Linked DNA regions of Mus musculus: all the other regions are linked to region 1. Evidence: chromatin contacts called from public HiChIP or PLAC-seq data. All regions are on one chromosome and are shown on one strand. The core of a region is the stretch at or near the end of the contact, and the rest is flanking DNA. Distances in the headings are between cores, read along the strand shown. Region 1 holds the start of Igsf8 (immunoglobulin superfamily, member 8). Region 2 holds the start of F11r (F11 receptor). Region 3 has its middle 12 kb from the start of Ly9.

Region 1 (4,308 bases), core at 978-3,477:
ATGAGAAAAGTAAAGTGAAATGTGACATTGTGGCCAAGTCCCTGCCCTCTCTGGAGGGCCTCTACACACCCCTGAAGAGGGACAAAACCAAGAAGGCGGAGATGCTTCCAAGGAGAGCCCTGGTTTACAAAACTGTAATTTCCCGGATTTCCAGGGGTAAGTCCACAGCTTGCTACTGGCCCTGGAGGAAACCACCCAAGAGCCTGAGAGCCTGCTCTACAGTTCTCGCTCCTTTCCTTCTTCTGGCTACGTCACGCAGAGAACACATGACCACCGCCTGAAGCAGAGGCTAGAGTCAGAAAGCCAACATGGGACCAACCCTTTCCTCTCCTGGGTCTCAGTTTCTATCTCTCAGCACTAAGAGCTCCCAGTTCTGATGTTGAACCCGTGAGTATATGTGTGTGACTCAGGCACATATCGCTCCAGGCACATTTCATAATCAGGAGGATGGTTAAGGCAGCCAAGCTGACACCATCCTGGCTGCCCATGGGTAAACTCTGCTGAGAAGGTCCCCTCCCACCTTCCTGGCTCCACACAAGCTGATGCTTGGAGATCCCCATGGGAAAGTTGTCCCCACAGCCTCAGAACATAGGCTGCTACAAGGTTCTCAATGGCTGGGCTGCCTCCTTTCTAACAGCCAAAGGTCTGCTTTGGAGTCAGTTCTGAGTTCAAATCCACCCCCCACCCTCACTGGATACACAGTGGTATTTCACATCATCTGTGAAGTGAATGCCAGTGCTGGCTGCAGTGGGCTAAGATGACATTCAGCTCCTCTCCCGCCCCTGAATAACACTCACTCCTCCCAACCACCCCTGGGCTCATCCCTGCTCGGGTTAAGCCCAAAGGAAAAGAAGCAATCGCTAGGCAACCAAGCCCCACAGCTCCTTCAACTCCCTACATCACTCTGCCTCCCGCCTTGTTCCCAAAGGAGTTTTCATCCTGGCCCCAAGAAGCCCAAGGAACCATTCTGTACAACACTGCGCAGTTCTGGTATAAACCAGAGAAGGAGGTTGGGGTGCCCCACTATAGTATCTTCTCCATATGCATAACACACACACACACACACACACACACACACACACACACACACGTTCCTTTCAAGGGCTTCAGTCTCCTGGCAACTGCTCCATGCCATATCTTTCCCAGAACACCTCCTACAGGGAGCCCTCCAAGTCAGACCCCAAACATGGTAATGTTAGCAACCTCCACAGGCCTCAACACACACACACTCACACTCACACACACACACCAGACATGACGCAAGGTTGGCCCAGAAAACACACCATCATAAACACCCACCAGGACAGACACTGGGTGCTTAGAGATCCCAGGTTCAGTTTCCATGGAGCCTGGTTTCTCCTGAGGCAGGGATGTTGGGACCAACTGAGTCTGACAACCAGGCAAATATCTGGGAGCGTGGAAGAAGGGCAAAGAGGGAACTGGCCCAGGGTGGAGACACGTGAGGGAAGAAGCCTCAGATGGTGACATGTTATATTGGGAGGTGGGGGTGTTGGGGAGACTTTTTTCAGAGATCGTGGTCAGAATCAGCCCCTGGGCCTCCAGCCAACTCTAGGCAATTATGAAGACCGCCAGGCACTGCCCACGCAGAGCAAACACCCAAAACCAGGCCTTGAGCCGAGAGTGGGGCAGAAGGTTGTCACGGTATTTGGTAGCAACGACCCCAGACGCTGGGTGTAACCGATGAGAAGTGGTGCCTGCCTCCGGAGGCCCGATGGTGTCTCAGGGGATACCTCAGTAGGTCGCCCATATGCCCCAGCTAGGAACCTAGAGCGAGGACACCACCACCCTCCCCATAACTGATTGGGCAGACAGGCGCAAAAGGAAGCGAGACGCCGAGCCCAGAGACAGTGGAGGCACGTCTGTTGGAGAAGTAGGGATGCAACCAGCTCTGAAATGCTAGGAAGGTGGGCTGGTGGGCTGCACGGTGTTAGGCACCTACCCGGCCGGGACAGGGACGCGGCGACCACCACCTGGCTTACCAAGTATTAGCAGCAGCAGCAGGAGCGAACTCAGCGGCGTGGGGCTAGGGACGCCCATTCTGCGTAGGCGGCTCTGAGGAGACTCCTGGGGGCGGCGTGGGCTCTGGGGGGCCAGGGCCGCGGGGGGCGCATGCCCAGGTGGGGGGCAGAAAGCGGAGCAGTGAAGCGTGGGTGCGCAGAGCCCAGCCGAGCGGGAGCCGCCAACTCCCCGCCCTCCACCCTTCTTCCCCTCCTCCCGCCGCTCTTCCCGCCCTCCGCAGCTCGGGAGACCAGTCCCAGCCGCGCCCCGCTGCCCGGCCCCGCCCCCGCCTCGCCCCGCCCCAGGCCGTCGCCTGGGCCAGACTTCGACCCTGATGGTGGCTCCGCCTCTGGCCTCAGGCTGGGCGAACTGGCGGCACCTGGGCTCCTCTACCCCCATTTCCTCGCTCAGAGGGCACCCCGCCCTGCACCTGCCAGCCTTCCAGGGAGAATGGGGTGCTTGCAGGGCCTCTGGGGATGCATGATGGGGTGACTGTGGTTACGCACTCAGAATCCAATTGGGTGATGTGGGCCACTGAGTCTTGGCAGCAAACCCTGCTGATTTATGTAGGCATGGCCTGACCCACGGTTTCCTGGACGTGAAGCGGACCCAAAGGGGCTTCAGAGTCCTGGAAGATCGCTGGAAATCTGTTCTAATACCCGGTCAGAATGCAAAGCGAAAGGGAAGTGGGTTAGCGGTCCAGACTTCCTAGCTGGAAGATCCTTGTTCAGCTCAATGCTTTCAAGCTCACTTCCCCCCCCCCCCCCGCCACGTACGGAACAGAGATTGTAAACACTCGAGGAGTTACGGCGATTATTAGCTGAGATCATGCACATACGTTTCATGCACACGGTAACTATGGGGGTGTTTTGTTTTTGCGTTAAACTGCTTTCTACCAATTGGAGTCTCCAACGAGAGGACGTAACACACCTCTTTGCTGGGGAAGGTGGAGCTAGCCTGGAGGTAGGAAAAAGGAAGAGAAACCTCTTCCCAAAGCCATGTCTCCAACTGTGAAAAAGGCGGAGAGTAGGGTGGGGCCAGGATGGGAAGAAGGGGCGGCTCAGCCTGCAAAACCAGGGCGCGGAAGTGCCCATTAGGGGGAAGTGGCCTAGAACACGTCTAGATCTTCACCTCCATTCCCTACTTGTCCCCTTCACCCCTGCTCCCTCGCTTACTGCTTCCTATTGAGAAAACTGAGGCACAGACAGGAAAAGAGATCCGGGCCAGCGGTGACTTCCTCTTCTCAGAAGTCGTATTCGTGGGGCTGCCAGTGGAAGCCACATTCAGCAACCACAGAGAAACACTGATAGGGAATCTATAGGGAAGTCAGAACTCCAACCCTGGTCGCCCAAGACTGCCTAGCAAGAGGCTAAGGGACCTGCTCCTTGTCACCTGGATATATCCCAAGCCTGGTTTCTTCACACTGTTTCTCTAGAAGCCATGTTGAGCCATGTGAAAACTGCAAGCTACCGGGAGACTTTGGGAGAAAGCATTCTCCCTTTAGCTGGAGGTTGAGTGGATTGAATGACTTTCTGGTACCGGTTTGAAAGTCGGTCATCATCATCATCATCACCATCACCATCACAACATCATGATTATCATCATCATAGCCATTTATGGGATGGTTTCACAATAACACCGCCACCACCTGAAGATATCCTTTCTAAACTTTACAGGTTATTTTACAAGCAAAGTCATTTAACACAAGAGAGACCTGGCCTTTTAAAATAGTTATGTGTCTTGCCCAAGGCCACACAGATTTTAAGGTAACTAAAGTGTTACTTTAAAGCTCAGGTCTGGTGTGCACACCCTAGCACGCAGGAGGCAGAGGCAGATGGATCTCTGTGACTTCCAGGCCAGCCAAAACCACATATATCCTGTCTCAAAACAAACAAAAGAGCAAAACAAAACAAATCCACAAAACCTCAAGTCTGACGGTTCCCATCTTTTCTTGTACTCCACTGTTCACTCTGTTAAGGGCGAAAACTCATTCATGTTGCAGGGTACTGAGCGGGCCAGACCTTGTACTGGATTTTAGTAGTGCCCTAGTCAGCAAGGCTTTCAAGGTCCCCAACTCTCAGGGATATCCTGCGTGTTTTGAATAAACAAGTTAACAGTCAGCACTCGGTATAAGCATATGGGATGGAGTAGGAGGAGCTCTCTTCCAGGAGATTACCTTGTAGCTTGGGACAAAGGGACTCCCGTGCCAGTACACAGGGGTTAGGGGCTGGGCTAGGAGAACGTTTACACACCCCTCCCAAAACTGTGCAGTCCAGCAGTGGCCAGCAG
Region 2 (4,308 bases), core at 927-3,426, 870 kb after region 1:
ATTACTTCTGTTTTATAGCAGAAAAGACTGAGCTCCTAGCCTAGGGGCACAGGACAGACAAAAGAAAGAAGAACTCCTGATGAGGTGGCCCGGCTGACATTTCCATCCTCATTTGCACTAACCAAATCACTCCCTTCCCCCAGGTCTACCTTGATTTCAAAGTTACACCATGAAGTGTATTCTCACCCACTGCCACCCCCTACGTGTTATTTCCCTAGGGCCCCCTGCCCTGCCAAGCAAATAAATGCCCCACCTCACTCAGGCTTCCTTGGAACCACCGCTGCCTGCTCAAAATGATCTTGTCACCATCCTTCTCTTTGGTGGTGAGTGCTAGAATTAACGTAGGAAATTAGGGGAAGAGAAAAGGAAGGAGGAAAGGGGTTGGAAGGAAGTCGCTCCAGGGCTTTACGTAAGTCTAACAACTACGGTCCTTGATCCAGAGGAAACAGTACACAAAACAGGAATGTGGGTGTGGCTAGCAATCTAAGATATGAACAGAAATGAAACAAGTGATGGCCGGGCAAAGAAAGGAGGAGGGGACGGAGAAACAGTAGTAGAATTCAAAGGTGAAGTGAGAGACTCTAGTGGAAGGGATTTCATTAATAACAAGAGAGCTGATTCTGAAAGAGTAGTTTAGATCCTTCTTATGCCTCATGCCTGAGACGCTGGATCTCCAGGAATGGGAGTCAGAGGGCTCTGGTTCCATCCCCAGCTTCTTACCCTCTTGTAAAACTGGGAAGGTCATTTCCTCTCCACAGATTAATTTCCTTATCTGTACAATGTAGAGAAGTAGACTCACCTATTGTCTAGGCCACTCCAAAGCTTTACAGTTGTAATGAGAAACAAGGGACCCATCTCTCCATCTTGGGGACTTAGTCTTATGATTGTTCTCCAAAAAGGTTACCAAAACGAACTGCCTTTAGAAGACAGCGATACTGACTGTAATGGTTTATTTCCTTTATCCTCTCTAAAATACTAACCGTGAAGGGAAACAGATTCATACGGAACACATTCCAACAACAGGAGTGTGTGACACTCAGGAACCAGACATAGCACACCCAAGTCCCTGGGTTTGGTCCTCGGCTCCGAAGGGTGGTGGCGGCAGGGAAAGGAGACAGATAAATATACAGGTGCTGACACACACTGACCAAGGGAACAAACCAACCTACCTCACACTCAACCTCATACAAACACACCTCGAGATAGTCATGCCCCAGCATGCGAGCCTGGCTGTTTCTCAGGAAAAGGAGTCGACAAAGAAACAAAAAAACTCTCATTCCGGGCAAGGGGGAGGGCAGAGTTCTGGCTCTAAGGAGATCCAGCCAACCAATAGACCTACTCTTGCCCCAGGGAATCCTTACTCCGTCAACAACCTTAATTAACGACTCTTTGCTACCTAGTCAAGAAAGGAATTCTGAATCTGAGAAATTTTAGAGAATTCATTTCTTCTTCAGACGCCGAACCTCGGCATTAATCCCAGAAGGTCTACTACTTAACAAGAGGAAGAAACCCTTCTACAAAAGCCAGGAAAAGAAATCTTCCCTACCCAGCCCACCCCCCTCCTCATTACATTTCCTTCTAGGGCACTTGAGCCAAGGGAGTCCGGGTGAGAGGCTCAAGGTTTCTCTGAGATCTCCGAGAATGTCGGAAGGGCAGGATAGACCTTCCCAGACGTATACTATGGAGAAGAACGGCTAGCGAAATAGTTGGGTTTGGGGAGGGTCCTCGGGTCGTTAGGGGAGACCCAGAACCATGGACCCTCCCGGGTTATTTTTGGTGCTTCCGCAGAGAGGGTACTCCCGGCACCGAGTGGGAGGTAGGGTCACAGATCACCGGCTTGGGCGAAGGGAGCCAGCCAGTCTCCCGGTGGGGGAGGGGAACGGAGAGTGACCAGACCCGGGCGGAAAAGTGGACTCCCAGGGCGAGGCAGGCAGGCAGGTTTCTGGACTCCTCCCTTCCCGTCGGCGCGTGGGGATCGTCCTCTTCCAGCCTCTCCCCGGACCCACCTAATCCTCCAAAAACTCTAGGAACTCACCCAGGATCATAGACGTGAAGAGAAACAACAGTTTCCTCCCGGCTTTCCCCTCGGTGCCCATTACAGTTACAATCCCGACGCGACGGGCACAGCAACTCCAATGGGAACAGCCTCGCGATCCACTGCCCTGGGCTGGACTCTAGCAGCCAGGTTAAGCCCGGCCCGCCTTTCTCTCCACGCCCGGTGGGCGGCGCCCGGCTTCCCCGCGTTCCGATTGGTGAAAAGAGAGGGAGCTCCGATGAGTGACTCACCGTACGCAGGTGCAACCCCGAACTTTCCTCCTTCTTGAGTCCGATTGGTGGCTTTCACCTCTAGAGACCTCTGGTTGGCCCAGGAGACTGTCGCTTAAAGAAACCAAGGCCTCCTCTTCGGCAGGTAAGGGCATCCCAATTGGGCAGCAAGGCATGCAGATAGAGCCTTTCGGACTGCCAGGCCCTCGATAGTCATCTCTAAAGAGAAGGTGAGTAAGGTCACTGCCTGTGAGATGCAGGAATGTGCTTGGTTGATTTCTCTTCCATTACTTTTCAATTGCTTGATGGTGCAGAATCTTTGGTCCCCTCCCCCTTGGTAAGTGAAAAACACAAATTAATATAGGAAGGTGTAGGGAGAGGGTTGAGACAAGAGAGACATCTTGACTATCCCAAACTGGGTTGCTCTCAAAAAGAAACCTACATAGACGGATACAGGAAGCATCCAGATAATAAAAGCTGACCCATACTTCTTGGGAGGACTGGGAATATGTCTTTTATACATACACATAGGATCTATGTCAGCAGCTCCTTTGCTGGGCCTTACATTTGGATTAGCTTTTGTTTTCTAGACCAGGGCTAGCTATGTCGCTGAGGCTGGCCTCAAACTGTGGATCTTCCTATAAAAATGGCTATGCCAAGAGGTATGTAAGTACAGAAAGATTGGGGGCTCAGCCTTAGGTATCTAATAAGCCGTAGACCAGCCTGGGATTCATGAGACCCTTTCTCAGAGGAAGGGAAGGGGGTGGGAGGGGAGGAGGAGAAGGATAGAAAGGGGGAAAAAACCCAACCTAGTGTTTATGCTTGTAATCCCAGGACTGTAAAAGACAGGGACAGCAGGATTAGGAGTTTAAGGCTATCCTTGACAAGGTAGCAAATCAGAGAATAGCCTAAGCTACAAGAGACCCCATTTCAAAAATAAAACAGGCTGGAGAGATGACTTAGCAGTTAAGAGTGCATGCTACACTGGGCTTGGTAGCCCATGCTTTTAATCCCGGCACTGGGGAGGCAGAAGCAGGTAGATCTTTGTGAGTTCAAGACCAGCCTGATCTACATTGTGAGTTCCAGGACAGCCAGAGATGCAGTGTGAGACCCTGTCTCAAAAAACCACCACCAACAGCAACAACAATCAGCAAGTTTACCAAGCATCTCCTGGATGAGACTGGAAAGTATAAATAAATTAAAACAACATTTCTGACTTCAAGGTTGGCAGTTAAAATAAACAGGACAGTGTGTAACCAAGAAAGAAACTTTGTACTACTAAACTGAAACAAATATTTGGGTATCTGCCAAGGGCAAACTTGTTATTCACCCTCAAAGAAAGTTGAAGTCCTAAACTGAGACTTATACACAGTTTTGGCATTTGTTTGGCCTGATCTTGCTTTAGCCCAGGCTGCTCTGCAACTCACATATGGCCCCAAATATCCTTGAACTTAGGACGTCTCAGCCTCCCTGAATACCAAGATTACAGTATGACCCACTCACTATACCTGTTGGGTTCTGGATGGAAGCTGAGAAGGCTCACTTCAGAGACAGAAACGTCAAAACAGAAGCCTTATTTTCTGAGCGGTCAGGAGGTGGCCAAGTTGGGGGTCTGAACCACATCCCCAAGGAAGCTGTGTTGCATTTTTAAAGGGTAAAACTGCAAAAGGAGGGAGGGGCTGGGTGAGCTGCAGGGTCATCGAGCATATTTTTGCATTAATGGTTAAGCATGCACGACAGTGTTTGTTGAAGACTGGGCTTCCTCCAGGACACCTGGCTTGAAGGCCTTTAATTCATCCTTTAGGACACTGGGTCCAGAATCCATGGCTCTCAGTTCATCCTCCTGGACATTTGGTCGGGAGCTCAAAGTGATAAAAGGAACAAAGGCGCTGGTCAGCTGCATGCAGTTAATGAGGGCTTGGCAGGCTTTGGCTATAAATTTTTACAACTTAGGCACCTCAGTCAAGATAACAGCAAGTTTTACATTCTTTTCCCAGTTTACCAGACAATTAAGCGGACATTTGGAGGGTCAGGGTAGGAGTG
Region 3 (4,308 bases), core at 734-3,233, 690 kb after region 1:
ATGTCCCTCTGTCACTCACACCAGGGCTCCCCTTACAGAGTTCCTCATTTCTGAGACCCCAGGGTGCCAGCTTGTATTCTTCTGATCTTCTCTAAAGTCACCAGTCAGATCAACTTAACCTCCAGAACTCCCAGGATGAAAAGGAAAAGAATTCCTGCCTCATCAGGATGCAGAGTAGGAAGGAAGGTGGATGAACAATGACACAGATTAGGAATTGGGCGAGAAGGAAACGGAAAAAAATGAGAAGATGGAGAAAGAGGGAAAGATATTGAAGACAGAAAAGCCAGAGGTATGAGCGAGTGGCAGGTCCCCTTAGAAAGAAGTGGATGCTCACAGTCATCTATTGGTTGGATCACAGGGCCCCCAATGGAGGAGCTAGAGAAAGTATCCAAGGAGCTAAAGGGATCTGCAACCCTATAGGTGGAACAACAATATGAACTAACCAGTACCCCCTGGAGCTCGTGTCTCTAGCTGCATATGTATCAGAAGATGGCCTAGTCGGCCATCAGTGGAAAGAGAGGTCCATTGGACTTGCAAACTTTATCTGCCTCAGTAAAGGGGGACACCAAGGCCAAGAAGTGGGAGTGGGTGGGTTGGGGAGTGGGTGGGGGAGCATGTGGGGGAGCGTGTGGGGGACTTTTGGGAAATGTAAATGAAATAAATAACCTAATAAAAAAATTAATTAATTAAAAAAATAAAAAAAATTTAAAAAGAAAGAGGAATCTGGGAACTGCAGATGCTCAGGAACTGGAATATGCAGGCTCCACAGAGAGGAAAAGAGAATGTGAATGCATGAAGTCAGTTACCATGTCTCCTCACATCCCATATACCCAGCACAGGCGCCCCATCAACACTTGCTGTCAGGCTAACCTTTGTTAGCTTAGGTATTACATGTTATGTATTGGAGCTGCAGAGAAAAGGAGACAGGCTTTGCTCACAAGAAAGCCCAACACTTGAGCCCGCAATGCAGCGCAGTCACTGCCGTACGTGGACAACACAGCATCCTGCTAAAGCTCAAATGAAAGACGAAGTGACCAATACACTCATGAGGAGCAGGTTGTAATGACTGTAACTGAGTTCCTGAAGGCATGGGCTCTCAGCCACACCTCTTCTGCACAGTGTCTGCACTAAAACTTATAGAATGTTAGGATATACTTAGTGTACATGTTTGCTAAAATGGATCAAAGATGCTAAAATCGTTACACCTCAGGCAGATACCACAAGGGGTTTCTAGTTTTTAAATTTTATTTCCAGTGAAGAAACTCAACACCGTGCCAAACCTGGCAGTCTGTCACTCGGCTACATCCCAGTCTTGATAATGTGGTTTTAGTTTCTATTATTTTCTGCTTCCTTTTATTTTTAGCCTCATTTTGATTGACACATAACTGTATACATTTAAGGGCTAAAATGTAATGTTGTATGCATGTGCAATCAGTGGTACATGATTAATTCAAATTAACATATCCCTTACCATGCTTACTATAATTTTCATAGAGGGACATCTGTGGATTATTATTAGTTGTTTTGAAATATTTTTCTATGTGGTCTCACACATGCTAGCCAACCAAGCCATGACCCTATACCACATTGCTATTGGCTATAGTCACACTGCTGTCTAATAGATCCCCAAACCCATACCCTCTTCTATCTGAAGTTTTACACCATTAGGTCTGCATCTCCCGTTTCCCTGCAGCATCGGGGGGTATTAAGCATGAAATTAGTGCATGCATATCTTCATTTAAAAGTACACCTCTGACAATTCAAGCTGGATAGAGACAAGTGAGTGTGGTTGACAGGCCATAATGGTGTCTTGAAACAGCAATAAAGAGAATGTAAGCAAGAGCAGGTAGAGGTGAGGACTGTACTGGTTTCCCCGTGTTTCTAACCATGCCAAATTGAAAGGAGAAGTCAAAGGAGTCCGCCCTTGGCAGTGCAGAAACGAAACCAACAAAGTGTTGCAAGCCTAGCTATGCAAGCCCGCCATCACTGTCTACTGAGTCCTATTTATACTCTCCCCAAACACCACGTGTCCTCCCACGGCTCTCGCCTCAGCAAGACACCATGTGAATCTGCATCACATGCCACTACCAGAAACTTCCACTTCAAGTCCCTGTCAGAAGCGGGGCAGGAGAATTCTGCAAGATGGAGTGAGGATGGGGAAGGGTCTCCTCTCACAGAGTCCCAGGAACCAGCAGGAGCCTAGTTGAGTCTGGGCAAGGGGAGGTTTGGCAGATCTGAGGCTAACAGAGAAGGATAGGCCCAGGCCCAGGGATGGTAGCTCCAGAGACTACATCTCTTGCTACCTTAAATACTCCTTGCTACAAACCAGTGTCCCCACTTTTCTTCAGCTGCTTTTGGATCCAAGAGGAAGGCAGGTCAAGGATAGATGGTGTAATATCCAAAATAAATTCAAGACTACCCTGTACCTTCCCCCTTCAAAAGGACTTTCCAAACTATACTAGCAGGCCAAGTACAGAGCCAGATAAAAAGCTGGCTAACTAAACAAATATAGAAACATAGTTTTAAAGGTTGAAATGACTTAGCTTCCAAAACAAGATTGACAATTCCCCTGCCCCACCTCACTCTAAAAAAAAAAAAAACCCACAAGGACAGACAAAATAAGAGTCACCCTATACAAACCAACCAATGTCTAAAAAGGTTATTGGCTACACCAATTAAAATAAGCCAGGCTACCCTGGTGCCTATATCTGGCCCTTACAAAGGTATACAAAGTGTGTTCTTTCTTTGTTCTGGGTCTCTCTTTCGGCTTGCGGCTGAGAGGGGGTTCCCCAACATGTTGGATAAGTAAAATCCTCATGCATTTTGCAACGATGGCGGTCTCTGTGCTCTTTGTGGGTGAGGGTCTTTTAACAAGCTACAACAATGGACCAAGAATGCCCAGAAATAAGAGAAACACAGGAAGAAGACATCACCTGAGCAGGAGAGGCTGGTGAGACCAGAGCTGGAGCTCTGGCTGACAGGATTCTTGGCAGTGCAGTGGTCACTGTCACCACATCTCCATAAAACATTGAGAGTAGTCCCCCCACGGGAGACAACTGCCCCCTGGCCATGGAGGTCCTAGTGGTACTAACATCCTCTCCAGCCTGCTCCAGAGAGCAGACTGGGGCAAGCATGAAGGTCCCATTCCTCACAATCTCTGAGCTGGCAGTGATACTGGGCTCTTCTTCAGCATCTCTGTATCGAGAAGTTTCAAGCTGTAAGGAAGCCTGGGATTGGCCAAGCAGAGCAGAGGTAAAGCAAAGGACCAAATGCTGGTCTCTCCACTCTCCTCACCATAGACTCGCTGATGTTCATCAGGGGACTACAGAGAGTTTCCCAGGCTCTGTAGGGCCTAGCATCCTTCAGCCCTAAGGGGTTGGGGTTGTTCTGAAGAGAATGGCCATGGTTTAATCAGTCCCTGTAGTGCTTGGGAATATCCCAGTCCTAGCTGCAGAACAACAACCAGCCCTTCGGAGCTCCAAGTAACATTTCCCACCTCCTACACTTCCTGGAGCTCCAGTAAGACAGGCCAACTCCCCCAGGGTGTCAATCACTGTCTCACCTTCTGTGGTTTGCAGTAGGGTTCTTGACCCTGAAGCCAGAGGAAGAAAAACAGAGCTTTTGTGTCCATTCCTCCTACGCACACGGGGAAGCCTCAAGCCCTGCTATTCCTGCCTACCTATGATCACACAGGCCCAGGCCCATCTGTCCCGACAGCACCTTGCTCTTGCAAAGGTGTTAAACCTCTTTCTCAGGCTTCCTTGGGGGTGGATTTGGGGAGGGGGGCAGGATTCCTTCTCCAGCATCTCTCTCCGTCCACACCAAAGCTGCTGTGAAAGGGGCATGCTCAGATTTCTGGGCAGCCAGGCACCCATGCAGGGGGTTGGCACAATGACAGGGTTGGCGCTACTGTTACTGACTAGATTCTTAACAGGACACGCAAAGCTCCAGCACCGTCCTCAGGACTCACACGGGGACACTGAGAACAGACCCTCTGTGGGACAATACAGTCCTGGCACTCAGCAGTGTCCAGCTGCCTCCTCTGCTTTCTGCCACACGTCAGGGTGACAGTGCAATGTCCCTTGTCACGGGTGCCAGATCTCGGGGTCACATCATGAGGCTGGGCCAACTTCTCTCTGTGGGCAAAGGGGAACAAGGCGGGGACTGGGGAAAGTTTTGGGGCCTCCACATACAGGAAAGATGGTGCAAGGAAGTGTCACTCAAGACCCTGCACATACACAAGGAACAAGGGGACGATCTGCCTACATCTTTTCTAGACCTTGGACCACTTGATCTTTTACCAGCCTA

Evidence for each region. HiChIP or PLAC-seq counts read pairs in DNA pulled down with a chosen protein or histone mark.
Region 2: a contact with region 1 is called in a FOXA1 HiChIP or PLAC-seq map of pancreatic cancer cells. The contact joins the promoter of F11r here to the promoter of Igsf8 in region 1. A contact is called at or near these places in 1 of 39 promoter capture datasets (embryonic stem cells) and 1 of 115 datasets of contacts at active chromatin or transcription factors (pancreatic cancer cells).
Region 3: an H3K4me3 HiChIP or PLAC-seq map of pro-B cells shows a contact between it and region 1, with 6 times the contacts expected there. The contact joins the enhancer-like site here to the promoter of Igsf8 in region 1. A contact is called at or near these places in 2 of 115 datasets of contacts at active chromatin or transcription factors (T-cell acute lymphoblastic leukemia and pro-B cells).

Annotation. Positions count from the first base shown.
Region 1 is chr1:172,310,286-172,314,593 of GRCm38.p6, reverse strand. It overlaps Igsf8 (immunoglobulin superfamily, member 8), which reads right to left and starts at 2,227. Exons shown (of 7, transcript NM_080419.2): 1 at 2,001-2,227. The coding sequence starts at 2,058.
Region 2 is chr1:171,435,429-171,439,736 of GRCm38.p6, reverse strand. It overlaps F11r (F11 receptor), which reads right to left and starts at 2,176. Exons shown (of 10, transcript NM_172647.2): 1 at 2,036-2,176. The coding sequence starts at 2,096. It overlaps Gm26641 (predicted gene, 26641), which reads left to right and starts at 2,415. Exons shown (of 2, transcript NR_151523.1): 1 at 2,415-2,495.
Region 3 is chr1:171,616,901-171,621,208 of GRCm38.p6, reverse strand. No RefSeq gene overlaps it. Among named protein-coding and RNA genes, the nearest start is that of Ly9, 12 kb to the right of the region's middle. Within about 2 kb of position 1,983, at least 101 of the 459 cell types and tissues checked have an H3K27ac peak or open chromatin away from gene starts, as enhancers often do. A contact at or near this core is called in pro-B cells, where this site is marked.